Linked DNA regions of Sus scrofa: region 1 is linked to region 2. The links are chromatin contacts, called in public HiChIP or PLAC-seq maps. All regions are on one chromosome and are shown on one strand. Each heading gives the region's core, a stretch centred on a gene start, on an enhancer-like site or on the middle of the called end of the contact. The rest is flanking DNA. Distances are from core to core; before and after follow the strand shown.

Region 1 (3,644 bases), core at 404-2,903, 210 kb after region 2:
GAAATTGAAAATGCACATAATGCTGCCTCCCTAAGTACATTTTCTTGAAAAGCAATTGTGAGCTGAATTAACCATGTCTTTTATGGCACACCATTTTACTATAAAGAATGACACACTGTGGTTAGTCAGACCTGAGTATTTGACAGACATTTTCCTGGGAAAAGAACAAAGTGAACCTCTCATTTTAAGGGAACTAACCAATGATATTTGGTGCTTTTAAGCAAACATTGAGCTTTCATGTAAACATTAGAATTTTAGAACCCTTGTTATCTGCAACTTTAGCTTCCTAAATACATAGTGACTTTAGGATGATATATTTTTTTCTGGGCGAAGATTTATTATGGAACTGTTAAACTCTTTAACACTTTTTTTCAAAATAGAATTATTTTGGAGCTCCCGTCGTGGCACAGCAAAAACAAATCCAGCTAGGAACCATGAGGTTTCGGGTTCAAGCCCTGGCCTCGCTCAGTTGGTTAAGGATCTGGTGGTGGTGTGAGCTGTGGTGTAGGTCGCAGATGCGGCTCGGATCCTGTGTTGCTGTGGTTGTGGTGTAGGCTGGCACTGATTAGACTCCTAGCCTGGAAACCTCCGTACGTCATGGGTACGGCCCTAAAAAGCAAAAAAGAAAATAAAACAAAAAAAAGAATTATTTGGATGAAGCATTACTTATTATAAGCTTTGTATACCTTTACATGCTACACTCAGTTATGGACTATATGTAGTTTAACAAATATTTTTGTAGCTTATTTTTTCCAGAGGGAAAAATCATTTGTGAGGAATTATTTCTATGCTTCAAGACAAAGTGGCATGTTTATATTTAAATTACTAATATATTTAAAAGAACAAATCTATTGTTGTAAGGTGTAAATTAAAAAATCATAGTTCATACTCTTTTCTGGGGCTAAGAAAAATGTCAGTTGATAAGCATCTCAAAAAATTCAGGTCAGTATTTCACTATACCATTTATTTGAAATCCGTAAACTACAATATAGATACTCTTCACGTGTCTAACTAATTAATAGCTAATAGCTAGAATTAGCAAGAGACATGGTATTTCACTAAAACAAAACAAAACAAAAATTAGAGCTTTTATGCTGAACCCTAGAACAAATCTGTGGCCAGTTAGAAAGGATATAAGATACACATGCAGTGTTTTTATTTCTGGAAGAAAAACTCATCAGAGCCAGGGTCAGATCACTTTTTTGAAAACAGTGCTTACCTTTTCTTCAAGGTTACACTTATTACCTGAAAAGAGTCTTGACACCCGCATTAGTGTTGCTAACAGCTCTCCTAATGATACTGATGGTTGTTGGAGGTTCCTAAAATCACCTCAGATTTGGTGTTTTCTAGAAGGAAAAACATAACTCAGCAAAGGTGTTACACACAGTTAATAGTTTATTGTGAAAAGACAGATTAAAATCAGCGAAGAAAGTGCGTAGGGCAGAGTCCAGGAGAGACGAGATGCAAGCTTCTAATTGTCTTCTCTCAGTGGAGTCATGCAGATAGTGCTTAATTCTCCCATCAACAATATGGGACAGCACGTATGAAGTATTACCAATCAGGAAAGCTCACCTGAGCCTTGGTGTTCAGAAATTTTATTGAGATTTCGTCATGTCGGCCTAGTGCCCCCTGGTGGCCTACATTAGTTACTTCATCCGTTTGACTTCAAAGAGTTCTAAGTCCCCCACCATAAATCTTATTATCATGAACAGTCTAGCATGGCCCAGGGTTCTCAGTAAACAAAGCCACTCTTATTTCCAGAATATTTCAAAGGCTTAGATGTTTTCTCTTAGGAGCTGGGGAAGGGCCAGATATGCAGCTTAGACAACCAAGGCCTACTTTACTGTGTAGCGGTGATATGAATAATGTGATATCTTGATATTATAAAATAAAACATGTTAACCCTTAGAACATCTTTATAACTCAGTGAACCAGTATGGCCAAGTGCCTATTGCATGATACTACAAAATATGCACAAATAAATGGTACATTAATGAATTCTAATAAGAGTATGGAACATTTATAAGTGTGGTTGGATTCTACATTTTATCTAACTTTTAAGTAGCTACGTTGAGTAACAGTTTTCATATACCATGATCAAAACAATATACAGCAACTGACTGAATTCTGAAACAGATATGAGGGAGTTCCTGTTGTGGCACAGCAGAAATGAATCTGACAAGGAACCATGAGGTTGCGGGTTCCATCCCTGGCCTCGCTCAGTGGGTTAAGAATCTGGAGTTGCTGTGAGCTGTGGTGTAGATTACAAACATGGCTCAGATCTGGTGTTGCTGTGGCTGTGGCATAGGCTGGCAACTAAAGCTCTGATTGAACCTGTAGCCTGGGAACCTCCATATGCAGCCCTAAAAAGCCAAAAAGAAAAAAAGAAAAAAAAAGAAACAGATATGAGAATTCAGATATGAGAATTCAGCTGTAATTTTTTGAAATTTATTATCATCTTATGTAAAGAATGTTTTCTATACCGACAATAGTAACTAATATGTTAATTTAAAATTAATAGTAAATGTTTAGAATGTTCACAGTTTTTGATTTCTATTAATGATAATGTTGATAGACACAACCTACATAAACACATTTCTCTGAGATCTAGTAATTTTTTAAATATCTCAAAGCACCTAGAGACCAAAAAACTGGTCTAGAAGTAATAGAAGGATGAGATGAACAGCTAAACTAAGGGAAGGGTAGGGTAGGCCTGTAACTGGAATCTCAGAGATAACTCCAGCCAGGAATTTGAATGTTATCATTAATCTTCATTTCCATCTCTTTATCTGTTTAGAGCTGTTACCTTCATTCTTTCTTACTATAAACTGACTCATCTAAGGGGAAATGTAACAGAGAAGCAAAAACCCTTTCTTTAACTTTGCATCCTATAGCTTTTGCCATCAGAAAAGGACCAACTCTCAGTTTCAGTGTGGAAAAATATACTTGAAAAGAATATTTGACTCACTATGGAATGATCAATTTTGACTAGGCCAGATTCTTCAAAGAAAAGGACACCTTCCTCAGAAGCCATGTTTTTGGAAATTGAGGAGAAAGCGTTCCCAGAGGCTGGTGTGAGTGTGAGTGTTTTTTTTCTGAATGGAATGGGTGTTGAATAGGCAACTCCCAAATCAGCATCTTTTGAGTGTAGGCAAGTTGTATAGGTTGCCAATATTATGGGAGTTCACAGTAGGGGAAGATGGGGTGTCTAGATGGGGGAACTGATTTTTCTACTCACTATTTCTACTGAGAAAACTGATGTGAACACAACGCATTATATACTAGATCATTTTTTATTTAAAAAATCTCTTCAGGGAGTTCCTGTCGTGGCTCAGCAGTTAACAAACCCAACTAGCGTCCATGAGGACACAGGTTCAATCCCTGGCCTTGCTCAGTGGGTTAAGGATCTGGCGTTGCTGTGAGCTGTGGTGTAGGTCACAGCCCGTGGCTCATATCCTGCGTTGCTGTGGCTGTGGTGTAAGCCAGTGGCTACAGCTCCGATTGGACCCTTAGCCTGGGAACCTCCATATGCCATGGATGTGGCCCTAGAAAGACAAAAAGACCCCCCCCCCCAAAAAAAAAATCACTTTGGGCAGAATGGTCTTTTTTTCATTTTTTAAAGTTTTATTGAAGTAGAGTTGATT
Region 2 (3,399 bases), core at 868-3,367:
TAGCACCCCAAACCACGATATAAGTCTTCAAAAAGTCTAAGACATATCAACATTTCTGTTTCTAGACATTCAGAGTATCATCTGAAAAGTGCTCATTGTGGATTTTCTGTAATGTAGTGAAACACTGTATAAGAAGATATGTATGTGTGTTTATATACATTTGTATACAATTATATATGATTTTTATATATTAAATACTAGGTAATAGTGATATGCGTTTGTGGAGAAGCAACACTGTCTGATGGTGACCTCAGTCAAGGTCCCCAGAAGCATTTCAGCTTTTTTTCCCCTGGCATTATTGAGATGTAATTGATATAATACATTGTGTAAGTTTAAGGTGTACAATATGATGATTTGATACACATATACATTGCAAAATATTTACTACAATAAAGTTAGTTAATACATCCTACACTTCACATAAATAACATGTTGTTATTGTTATGGTGAAAGCATTAAAGCTCTTCTCTCACAGCAGCTTTCAAGTAAACAATGCACTATTGTTACCTATAGTCACCATGCTATTCATTAGATTCCTAGAACTTACTGTTCTTGGAACTGAAAATTTGTACCCTTTGACTAATAAGTCTCCATTTTTCCCACCCCTCAGCCCCTAGAAATCACCATTCTACCCTTTGAATTTTCTGTTTTTAAATTCTACATATGAGTTATTTTGCACAATGTTTGTCTTTCTCTAACTTATTTCACTTAGTATGATGCCTTCAAGTTCTTTTCATGCTGTCACAAATGGCAGGATCTCCTTCTTTTTGTAGCCAAATAAAATACCACTTATAGGTGTTCCTGTTGTTGCTCACTGGGTCGTAAAATTTTCTCCATGAGGATGCAGGTTGAGTCCCTGGCCTTGCCAGTGGGTTAAGGATCCAGTGTTGCAAAGAGCTATGGCATTGGTCACAGCTGTGGTTCAGATCTGGTGTTGGCTGTGGCATAGGCCCCAACTACAGCTCCAATTCAACCCCTGGCCTGAGAACCTCCATATGCTGTAGGTGCAGCCATTTAAAAAAAGAAAAATACGCCATTTATCGATAGGCCATATTATTTTCTTTCATTTGTCATTGGACACGTAAGCTGTTTCTGTGTCTTGGTTATTGTGGATAATGCTACAATTAACATGAAATGAAGATATCTCTTTGAGATAATCATTTCTTTTTTATCAGATGTATACTTAGAAGTGGGATTGCTGAATCATATGGTAATTCTATTTACAATTTTTTGAGGAACCTCCGTACTGTTTTCTACAGTGGCTGCATCAAGTTACATGTAGGTTGATATAGACTCTCTTAAGCTTTCATTCCAAGGTCTATGGTAAATCTCAGAGAATTCAAAACATGGGTTACTCACAAGTGGTTTCTGCATACCTGTGGGTGGTATGAACTGTTTTTAGAGGGTTGACTACTCATCCTGCAATGATATGATATAAGCTGTCCCAGCATATGTTCAGCCATGTCTGTAAATCCACACTTTTCAGAAATATACTTAAGGAAGACACATGAAAAGTCCCTCTTGATAGAGTGATCCTCCACCAAATTCAACTCTTTCCAAAGAAACCTCTCATTCAGAGTCCATGCTTGGTTGGAAAGGAAACATATGTTAAATGTGTAAAGAAAACACGTTCTCCATATCTTCTCTAGGAAGCCTATTCCTTTTTCACTATTAAAGCTCCATCTGTCCCTAGTATTGACAGTGGGCTCACTACTATCCTTTTTAATCCAGACTTCTGGCTCACCCCAGATCCAAATCCTCCTGCTTCTCCTCATAATAAGTAGGAGCTATTCCCTTAAGTGCCACCATTAACGGATGTCAAGTTTGTATTGTTCCTCACCAACAGAAGGTACTGGGGAGTATTATCAAACATGTAAACACAATAGGATGTAGTACTCTGCCCTAGAGTTTCCATTCTCTCCCTTACCCCATGCAGTTTGAGCCAGCAGAAAGCTCAGCATTTTTACTGTGCAAAAATTTAAATATTTGAATCACTCCTACTAACTGCTCCTCTGGACTGGCTATTGCCAGCCCCGAAGGGTAAGTGAAACGTTTGAGGAAGTCATTAAAAGTGCAGTGGACTTTCAGACCCTCAGTTGATTTTCTTCCAGCTGAGCCGGGACCATGGAGACAGAGTGCACAGCATTGGACAGGAAGCCAAGCTTAGCTAGGTAGCAGAGAGGTCTTAGATAAAGCAAACAAACCAGGGCTTTGTGAGGTGACAAAAAGGAAATGAGCAAAGTCACACCCTCAGCCCATCAACCAACAGTCTAGTGAGCAGGAAACAAAGCCACAAGACCAGTGGCCCCCAATGGTGAGAATATACTGCACAGGTGATCAGGGGAGAGCTAGACTTAAGTTCTGTCCTTTTAGTCACTTTGATGTATTCTAATTGCCTAGAGGTCTGTTCTAAGAAAATGAGGGAAGGGCCTTCTTACTTTTGAACTTACAGCGAACATAGTATGTGACTTGCTGAAGCTCTTTTTAAAAATAACATGAATCTGATCTTAGAAGGTATTCTTTGATATGAATAGAGAAATCTTTAGGTTTCTGTTAACAGTGCTATTTATTTTAGAAGCAGAAATTATGAAAGACAACTTAAAGATTTAGCATTCTTCCTGGATTCTTTTCGTTGTTTGGCAAAGATAAACCCAAGCCTTTTGAAGTTGACTACTTTTTTTCCCAGTTCTCAAAATGTAGAAGACTTTGTTGATAATGAGGACCATGATGAAATTTTGAACCAGAATGTTTCTTGAATATTTAATAATATCTAAACAATAAGGAAATTGCATCTAATCTATATATTAAGGACTTTAGAATATAAATGTTACATAAAGCAAAGAAATAGAATAATTTACAAACCATTAAAAGTTAAATTACAGAATAAATATTTTTGCCATGGACATATGGGGAGGATGGTTGTGTGTGTGTGTGTGTGTGTGTGTGTGTTTAAAAATAAAATTGAATGTGTGTATGATGTTTCATGAAGGACACAAGAAGATCTATTTGGAGTGTTAGCAAAGGATAGTAGCCAAGACATCCTCAATCCCCAGAAGGAATTTAATTAAGGAAAAAAGATAGGAAAGAGTATAGTGTATGTGGAGAGAGAATGAAAAAAATCTGTCTGGGCAAAGTAGACTGCACATATTAGGGAGCAATGAAAAAACATCCTATCGTCAGGTAATCCCAGACTTATATATATATGGCCGAAGAACTTGAAATTGATAGGTCAAGAGGATATTATCGTTTCTGTAACCAAGGTTGACACAATGGACAGGATGTTTTAGGAAGCCATGCACATTAGATCTGAGAAAAGGTGAGTTAATTTATGCATATTAGTCATAAGGCAAAATCCATAAATCAGGCATGTTATCATAAAAATCTAATAGCTGGATAACT

Evidence for each region. HiChIP or PLAC-seq counts read pairs in DNA pulled down with a chosen protein or histone mark.
Region 1: an H3K27ac HiChIP or PLAC-seq map of alveolar macrophages shows a contact between it and region 2. The contact joins two enhancer-like sites. A contact is called at or near these places in 10 of 47 Hi-C or Micro-C datasets (adipocytes, alveolar macrophages, embryonic fibroblasts and 6 more) and 1 of 2 datasets of contacts at active chromatin or transcription factors (alveolar macrophages).

What each region holds. Positions count from the first base shown.
Region 1 is chr2:94,916,293-94,919,936 of Sscrofa11.1, forward strand. All of the region lies in intron 1 of RASA1 (ras GTPase-activating protein 1), which reads left to right. Among named protein-coding and RNA genes, the nearest start is that of RASA1, 38 kb to the left of the region's middle. Within about 2 kb of position 1,654, at least 5 of the 83 cell types and tissues checked have an H3K27ac peak or open chromatin away from gene starts, as enhancers often do. A contact at or near this core is called in alveolar macrophages, where this site is marked.
Region 2 is chr2:94,709,939-94,713,337 of Sscrofa11.1, forward strand. No RefSeq gene overlaps it. Among named protein-coding and RNA genes, the nearest start is that of RASA1, 170 kb to the right of the region's middle. Within about 2 kb of position 2,118, at least 14 of the 83 cell types and tissues checked have an H3K27ac peak or open chromatin away from gene starts, as enhancers often do. A contact at or near this core is called in alveolar macrophages, where this site is marked.